2 separate regions of the Mus musculus genome follow, and region 1 is linked to region 2. The links are chromatin contacts, called in public ChIA-PET maps. All regions are on one chromosome and are shown on one strand. Each heading gives the region's core, a stretch centred on a gene start, on an enhancer-like site or on the middle of the called end of the contact. The rest is flanking DNA. Distances are from core to core; before and after follow the strand shown. Region 1 has its middle 14 kb from the start of Gm32464. Region 2 has its middle 98 kb from the start of Gm32076.

Region 1 (4,510 bases), core at 1,822-4,321, 360 kb after region 2:
TGTACAATTGAAGGCTTTGTGGCACATTTTCTGTCCACTCACACAGGGTATGGACTGGAGGATTCCTCGCCATGGGGACTGAAGCTCTTTTGCTTAAGAAAACAACATAAAAGCCCAGTGCCTAAGAAAACAACACAAAAGGCCAATGTCCTTGCTTTTGTTACCACAGTGAAGATGTATACATGTACACACACACACTCACACACACACATAGACACACACACGTGTGTGTGTGTGTGTGTGTGAGTGTGTGTGTGTGTGTGTGTGCTGCTTTTGAATGTGACCTATGTAAGATAGATTTCATATATCCATCTGGAGGCTATATTAATTTGGATAATGGTGTTGAATGAGCCCCTGAAGTAGACTCTGCTTGGAATACTGTATTTATCCACATAGGCATTTAGATAGAGTCCTTCTTCTGGAGATGCTGTCTGTCTGACTTCACTAGTGAGCCATGAAGCAAGTCCTCACAAATGTAAAAGAGTTCAAAAGATTCCCTTTTCCCTTTCCAAAATATGACCCATTCAGTTTTCTATGAGGCACCTCCTTGTGCCCTCTTTGCTCTAAGTCTTAAGTGGAGCAATACATGTGATCAAAAGTGAGTCGATTCCTAGGGTCTAAGCTGTGATCCAATGGCAGGTTGCTTTCCACTGAGGTTGCAGAGCTTGGAACTGACCAACATAGAAATTAGGTCTCAGAATCAGAATCCAGATAGGTGACTTGATTCTCTCTTCAATCTGCATATATGAATGAAGACATTTTGGAGTGTTTGGGGTTTTTTTGGTTTTTTGTTTGTTTGTTTGTTTGGTTGGTTGGTTGGTTGGTTGGTTGGTTGGTTTAGTGTTCATTTAGAGTCAATACCCGGTGGGTATTAGGCAGAGATTGCTCTTATGATCAACTTGATCCAACCTAGAAGAAAACTCATCTGACAATTGCCCAGATCGTTCTAAATTGGGCCATGTCTGTGAGAGACAGGCTGATTGACAATTGATGTCAGAGGATCCAGCTCACTGTGCGTGGCAGTATATCCAGGTAGGTGGTATGGACCATATAAGAAAATGAGCTAAGTGTGAGCCGGTAAACAGCATCCCCCTGTGCTGTTTGTATCGGTTTTTGCTTGAGTTCCTGCTCTGGTTTCCCTCAGTGATAAAGCACAACCTGGAAGTATAAGCCCAATAAACCTCTTTCCTTTTCTAAGTTGATTTTGGTTAGTGTTTTGGCACAAAGCAGAAAGTGCACTAAAGCAGACACTATTAAATGTTCATCCATGCATTAAAAGGGGGAATGAAACAAACATTACCCCTCGTCGGTTCTACCTTTGGTGGGGAGAAAATGACCAAGGAATGTACCAACAGGCAAGAGAAAGGAAGCTGAAAGGCGTCCCGGAAGCAGGCAGGCACCTGCAGCAGGTCAACACTCCAGCTTGCATGGGCATGATGGTTGCGTAAGCCACTCAGTGTGGAGTCGGTGTTTGTCCAGATCTTTCCATCTGTGAACCAGGGATAACGATATCTGTGTTCACATGCTTTGAATTCCAGCTGTGAAAAATGATCCCTGAAGTGAATACAAAGTTGTCCTCCCTCCAGCATGAAAGATCTCTGGGCATTTTCTGAAGGTGTCGCATTTCAAAAGCTCGATGCTCAAGCAGGATGGCCGCCCACCCATGGGCTCCAGTCAGGACACCTACCAGTTCTGACCCAGCTCTGTCACCGGATATGTATCCAAAGGCAGGGTGCTTAAGCTCTTGAAACTCAGCCTGTCCACCTGGAGAATGATCTCAGCTCATTTTTAAAAATACAACTTGTTTTTAATGTTTTGAGAAGTTCATACGTGCATACGATATATTTTGATTATATTCTGTTAGATCTATTCCCCTTTGCTCCTTCCCAACTTTGTGTCCTTTTGGGTTGTGTGTGGTTTTGTTGTTGTTGTTGTTGTTGTTTGTTTGTTTTGTGACCGGCCTTATCCTATACTCATGAGAATGAGGTCATTCACTGCACTTTGGTTGACCTACCAGGAGTCATACCCTTAAGAAAAAGTGACTGTCCTTCCCTGAGAAGCCCCCAACTGCCAGTGGCTCCTCATCTAGGGGTCAGAGCTCACCGGTCCCTCTCCAACCAAGCTGGAGTATTGACTAGACCAATCTTGCACAGGAAAGTTCTTCTTTCTCTCTTTTTTTTCTGTCCATGTTATTTAAAGAATTGTATTTCTTAAACTAGCCTTGCCAACATAGACACTATATAAAGTTCATGGTTAGCAAAACACCCTGAGCAAAAGCAGCTTAGGAAAGGAACGGGTTTATGTGGCTTACACGGGCTTACACCGGCAGGTCATATGAGAGCGTTCACTGGATTCTGCTTATTTGCTACAACAATCTTCTTACTACACTGATGTAAGTAATTATACCCTTTCCCTATTCCCCTTTCCTGTGCATTGAATCCTCCAACCATCTCTTCCAATAGTTTTATAGCAATCTGAGCCGGTTTTTCCTTTCTTACTCCATAAGAACTTGTCCGTAAGAATCCAACATAATAATTATAAGTGGCAGTTACCATCTATCATCTATTTTGTGTCATCATTATGGAAACCCTAAGCAGCCCAATGGCATCATTTTTTTTTTATCTGAAATGAGAGGTAACTGATACACTGAGGGCTGGGAAGTTTCCTAGAGTTCCATGGCTCCTCAGAACGGAGAGGTTGGTCTTCTCCTAGCTCCAAACTCATAAATGCTCTTCCAACTAGCTCAACTGATATGAAGACAGAAGCAGTGGGGTGGAAGGAGGGAGGGGAGGGAAGAAAAAATACCAGAAAGGAATAAAAAATTAAATTCAGAGAATATTATTTTCACCCTCTTTCTTTGAAACAAAAAATAAGTGTATTCAGACCCATGGAAAGTGTATAACATTGTAATTCATATTATCTGCTTTAGCAGAGACCACAGGGCTGATAGAAACAATTATTGTTTTCATCGTTACAATGTTTTTCTCTGGGTCTATTTAGGAAGTGGTGGAAAGGAGGCAGCTCACCGATCTGTATCCTGAAGTTAGACACTGTTTCCTGTGTCAAGGGCAGGGCAGGCAGCCTGTATCTCAAGGTCAGAGCCTGCCTAAGACTAACCCAAAGGCTCAGCTCCCAGTAGAGGTAAAAGCTAATTCATAAATTCCGTGGCAATAAATCCTGTCTCAGCTTCTAAATAACCCATTCTATTTTCAAGTGAGGTCAAGTTAGGAAGCCGAATCCAGGGACAAGAAAGATCCAATAATGTTCTTGGCTGGAAAGCCTGCCATTCATCAACAGGTCACATGCCTGTCGTGCTCTCCGGCTTACCTCAAGTCATGACCATTTTGGGGAAGGTATGATGTGTGCCGAAAGCCTCAGCATTGCTCCTAAGGCTCTGGTGCCCCCGCCAGGAACTGTGGGCAGCTGATCCTCCATGGAGGTGGCTTCTGCAGGGGCTGCTTCAGCTGCAGCTCAGCGGCTACCAAGAGGCTTTATGCTCGATCATATCTATTGACAAGCTGAAAACTGTCACAAACTGAATGTTTCTTCAAGGTTATTTAAGAGTTGCTACAACTCAGGACTTTGCTTCATGCAACATCTGAGGGACAGGGGTAGCTTTATTCAGTTAGAGAGACCTAGGAAGTAGCTGGTACTTAATGTGCTATGACGTTCTTCCACACTTGAACAATAACTATGCAAGTTTATTCAACTTCAAGGCTCTTACCCAGACCCTAAGCCCCTTCTACGGAGAGCCACACTTGTCCCGCCCCACCACGATTCCCCTGCCTCCAGCATCTGAAACACAAGAATCTGGCAGACAGCGACTGCGTCTCATTTAAGACCAGTTTGCCAAAAAGTAAGAGAAGACTATTTATCAGCTAAAATTATGGGGTGTTGTTCTTCCTCTCTGGTTTTCAAAATTAACATCTACTAATGGACATGCTAATGCTGAAAGGGAGAACCTCACTGGTCCCCACCCCTAGACAAAGAACCATAGCAAATGCCAAGGGAGAACTCAGCTTCCCCAGGAGTAAGGTCCCTAGTAGTTTATCCTGTATCAAGTGGTCCCCGTAGCATCATATACATAGAAGCAGTACTAATGGATTCAGTAGTGTGTGTCTGTGTGTGTGTGTGTGTGTGTGTGTGTGTGTGTGTGTGTGTGTGATAGTCAAAGAAAAAGAGGCCATGAGTTTGAGAGTGGGAAGAACATTCAAGGGTTGAGAGGGAAGGAACGAGAGGAAGGAAGTGATGTCATATACTTTCATTTTAAAAGGGTTCCCAACTCTAAAATATATCCTTTTCTGTGTTTATTTCTTTCTTAACCACTTCAAATATGTTGCATAGTGTTGGTTTTTGTTTTGTAGAAGTTATCTTGACAGCTTTCTCTCCTTGCAAATATAAGACTCTTCACCATTACCCAAAGGTTTTGTTTTTTCTCTCCCTCCCCCTGGGCACCACTATTCTGCTTCCTAGGAGTCTGAGTATTCACACAGTGCCCAGGGAGGCCAGG
Region 2 (4,877 bases), core at 724-3,223:
GTCTCTGAACCAACAAATAATCTGATGGGCAACAGGGGGAAGTATGTCAGTTTCTTAAAGAGAAGAATTGACTTGGACAAAGGTAAATGCCCAAGGAAATTAAACACACCAGATGGAAAATCTTCCTCCTTACAAGACGCCACTAGCATCAGGTCAAGACTGGCGTCAGAGAAGACATGATACAAACACGAAGAAAGACTGTCGTGCCCACATGTGTTCATCCTGTGACAGGACCAGAAAAGTCAGTAACTAGGAAGACTGATGGGAAAGAGACTCAAAGATAGACCTTATCCCCCAGCTCCTCTACCTACATCTGCCGTGGCCACAGCTGGACAGAAGAAGGTAAATCTGGATTAGAGTAATAGTAACACTTTAAAATCAAGCACATTAAATTCTCCAGTGCTTAAGTTGGTATTCTGTAAAATTAAACGATATCTTGTTCAAGTTGGTAAGGAGATATCTAAACATACACATTTGAAAGTTGAGTTCAATGTCTAGTTGCTTCTACACATTCCAATAATACCCATTTCCCCTTCTTGTTGAATTGCTTATTATTATATCTCTGAAAATCATTGGAGATTGTTCATTATAACTTAGAAAAAAAGCATGTCAAACATGGAGTTACTAGAAGGAAAATTATATTCAAGTGTATGGGTTTGGATCAAAATATTCCAATATCTTGATTGTGGCTTTTTCAGAGATGTCCATCACTAGCACATATCCTTTGAAGCAGTCACATTAGAAGGGAATATTATATTTCAGAAAGAAACCTATTTCTTAAAGGAATAAAAGGAAGCAGTAAAATAAAGAATGAGAAACATCGCTCTCTGACCACATACTTGAGATAGTCATTTGTGCTTAGAGACAACTATTAGCTTAGCTAGCTGGGCTGTAACAAGCATAAACAGCATTGGGAGTGGACCGTATGTAGGGACACTGCAAGCATCTCAAATCTCAGGACTAGAGATATATTTTCAAGAGATTTCAGGAAACTAGAAGCAAGGAAGTCCTATAATCTCTCTCTCGGGGCATCTCAATTTCCCTCTGAATGCTTGCTTCATTTTTGGCTCTTCTCAGAAGAGAATCCTGATCTTCTATGGTTTATACTGGCTTGTAAGTTTGCTACAACTCTGAACATTCTGCCTTCTTGACCGAAGGCTCTAAGCTTTTCTGGCAACGTTCCTTCATATTTCTGATTCAAATAAACAGATGAGAGAAGTATATTTGTTCAAGTTTCTGTTTCAAGTCTATGACAATAACAAAGACACCGAAGGGTTGAGTTTGGGTCTTCATCTACTGTCTTTCTCTGCCAAGGTGGGACAGGGTGTTGGAATTGAGTTCCCCTTGAATTCTTCCCAGGTTTCCACAGTGAAGAACCATGGGCTGTCTGAGAAAGACGACTTTGACTTTTATTTGTGTCATGCGCAGTGTACTCTTTATTGAATTTACTGACTATTAATGTAGCTCTTTCCATATCCATTTCATGAGTTCACTTTGAGGTAGAAATGAAAACCCTTGCCATATTTTAAAACAGAATCCACTGCAGTTAAAATCACTGGAAAGAGAGGCCCATTGGACATGCACACTTTATATGCCCCAGTACAGGGGAACACCAGGGCCAAAAAGTGGGAATGGGTGGGTAGAGGAGTGGGGGGGGGAGGGTATGGGGGCTTTTGGGATAGCATTGGAAATGTAATTGAGGAAAATACGTAATAAAAAATATTTAAATAAAAAAAAAAGGTCTCAAGGTTTACCCATCCGATATGTTCTCTCTTGTCTCAAGAACTTAGTGGAAATTTGAAATGTTTAAGCTGAAAGTAAATTACTTCACACATAGTTGAATATAAAGTAAAAAACCTTTTTATACAAACGAGAAGACAGAGTCCAGGTCACTTGAATGAGGAGTACTGATGCACCTACACACTTAAACTCACTTTCGGAAGAAAGCTCATAACCACAGAGGAAATCCTAGCCAGATGGAAACTCTTTCTGTGCTCTAACTTAACCACATCCCCTCTTGTTCTTCACTCGGCAGAGATGAAAAGCGATCTTGCTTGAATAAGCCAGCAAAAACGCAGCACGTCTTTCCTTCCACTGTGACCTCTTATGAAGTGAACACCAAGTTGGACTCCCTCTGTTAAATGCTGCTGAGTGGTGACCTAAAAATGGAAGCCTCCTCAGGCTCAGATCATCCGTGCGTTCAAAGGCACTTGTGATCAGTGACTAGACTCTTAGGAAATGAGAGAGAGAGAGAGAGAGAGAGAGAGAGAGAGAGAGAGAGAGAGAGAGGGAGAGGGAGAGGGAGAGGGAGAGGGAGAGGGAGAGGGAGAGGGAGAGGGAGAGGGAGAGGGAGAGGGAGAGGGAGAGGGAGAGGGAGAGGGAGAGGGAGAGGGAGAGGGAGAGGGAGAGGGAGAGGGAGAGGGAGAGGGAGAGGGAGAGGGAGAGAGACAGGAAGGAAGGAAGGAAGGAAGGAAGGAAGGAAGGAAGGAAGGAAGGAAGGAAGGAAGGAAGGAAGGAAGGAAGGAGAAAACATAATCTTAGAATGAGTTTTTAATCCATTCCAGGTTTAGAGGATTGAAAAGGCTTGATTTTTTTGCCAATTTTATCTTAATTAATTAATAATGGCATACTTATCCCATAATCCTATTTTTAACAGGTATACAAAATAAATATGTCTCCAGAGAGTATGAAATTATACAATGTTAGAAGTGATTCTTCTGCAAAGAGAGACAGAGACAGAGACAAAGACAGAGACAGAGACAGAGACAGAGACAGAGACAGAGACAGAGACAGAGACAGAGACAGAGACAGAGACAGAGAAGTTCTTTGCACATAGCTGTTTCCACAGGAGGAGCAAGTAGATGAGAGAAGTAGATGAGAAAGAACTAGATCAAAGGGAAAAGGGAGATTCTAGAGGACGTGAAATCAATAACCTAAGTATAGGGCATGGATTCAATTTTAATCAACTCATAAATGAAATAAAGCTAGAAGGGAGAGCAAGGTCAGGAAGAAACTGATCAAAATCCAAGAAAGAACCTGAGTTCTTCATCCTTATAAGAAAAGGGGGGCAGCTTTCTTTCTACTGATTGGAATGACTTTTAAAGAAACTTATTCTAGAAATGTCTCTCCCGGGACTATTATATAATTTCAAGAGGCTTTTCAGACTATACCTTAGAGCATGATTCTGCAGATATCCTTCCAGATCTAAGCACTGAAGGCCTGTGAGTTTATTATCTGGACAAAGAGTGCAATCGATTTTGCTTCTCCACCTCGTATGACTTGCAGCCATGTTCCAGATGCAAATCACGTTTGGACTCTGGCTCTCTCTGGGTGAATTGAAGCCTGTGCTAATGAAATCCTTGTTGGGTGATGCTGACGGTAAAGGTAAGCTCTGAAGTGAGAGAGCTAGACAACAGGTCCAGAAGATGAAAATGACAAACGCTGGGCAGATCTAAACACACAGCATCATTCTTCCTGGGTTGATCAAAGCTGTGTGTTTCCCTCAAGAAAAATGAAGACTGAAGTGTGGACACTATGCCCCTCCTTAGAAGTGGGAACAAAACACCCTTGGAAGGAGTTACAGAGACAAAGTTTGGAGCTGAGATGAAAGGATGGTCCATGTAGAGACTGCCATATCCAGGGATCCACCCCATAATCAGCAACCAAACGCTGACACCATTGCATACACTAGCAAGATTTTATCGAAAGGACCCAGACGTAGCTGTCTCTTGTGAGACTATGCCGGGGCCTAGCAAACACAGAAGTGGATGCTCACAGTCAGCTAATGGATGGATCACAGGGCTCCCAATGGAGGAGCTAGAGAAAGTAGCCAAGGAGCTAAAGAGATCTGCAACCCTATAGGCGGAACAACATTATGAACTAACCAGTACCCTGGAGCTCTTGACTCTAGCTGCATATGTATCAAAAGATGGCCTAGTCGGCCATCACTGGAAAGAGAGGCCCATTGGACACACAAACTTTATATGCCCCAGTACAGGGGAACGCCAGGGCCAAAAAGGGGGAGTGGGTGGGTAGGGGATTGGGGGTGGGTGGGTATGGGGGACTTTTGGTATAGCATTGGAAATGTAAATGAGCTAAATACCTAATAAAAAATCGGAAAAAAAAAAGCTGTGTGTTTCCCTGCTAATCCTCTGCTTCTCCTTCTCTGCTTATTTTCACATCTCTGTTCACTGGGCCAGCGCACATTAGAAAAAGAAGAAGAGCAGCCTTTTCCTAAATAAGAATACTATCACTATACACACACGTGTCCTCCTCTGCTTCTCTTTGCTGTGTTAGGCACCATGACCAGAAGCTACTTCAGGTTTCTATAAATGGTGAACTGTAACCCATAACCTTAGTAGGAATTCAAGGTAAGAACTAGGAAGCAGGAACTAAAACAGATGCCATGAAGAAACAATGCCTACTAGCTTGCTCTCTGTGGCTTGCTCAGCTTTGTATATATATATATCAACTGCCCAATTCTTAATCAAGAAAATGTCCCCAATCCAATGAAGGCGATTCCTCAGTTCAGTTTCCCTCTTCTCAAAGCACATTCTAGTTTATGTCAAGTTGAAAGAAGCTAACCAGCAAAATCTGGCCATCCATTACAAAAACTGAGAATATTTCTCTATATTTTAGATGTTTTTCTCCTATTTATTCTGAAGCAATTATAGCTGTAAAACATGCATGCAGCTTAACAAAGCTGAATCTTGCAATTTTTTTTCCAAAACTGTGATATAACCTAGAGATAAAGTATATTCATGTACCGGAGTCTCTTTTAGCTGAAGCCCAGCCTACCATATATGCATCAGTGGCTAATCAAGCCAATTCATTCACACTTTATGTATCAAACCCCATGACCTACATTTGGAAAAGCA

The links. ChIA-PET counts read pairs in DNA pulled down with a chosen protein or histone mark.
Region 1: an RNA polymerase II ChIA-PET map of memory CD8 T cells shows a contact between it and region 2, with 4 times the contacts expected there. The contact joins two enhancer-like sites.

What each region holds. Positions count from the first base shown.
Region 1 is chr17:78,448,335-78,452,844 of GRCm38.p6, forward strand. No RefSeq gene overlaps it. Among named protein-coding and RNA genes, the nearest start is that of Gm32464, 14 kb to the right of the region's middle. Within about 2 kb of position 3,072, at least 32 of the 459 cell types and tissues checked have an H3K27ac peak or open chromatin away from gene starts, as enhancers often do. A contact at or near this core is called in memory CD8 T cells, where this site is marked.
Region 2 is chr17:78,085,123-78,089,999 of GRCm38.p6, forward strand. No RefSeq gene overlaps it. Among named protein-coding and RNA genes, the nearest start is that of Gm32076, 98 kb to the left of the region's middle. Within about 2 kb of position 1,974, at least 32 of the 459 cell types and tissues checked have an H3K27ac peak or open chromatin away from gene starts, as enhancers often do. A contact at or near this core is called in memory CD8 T cells, where this site is marked.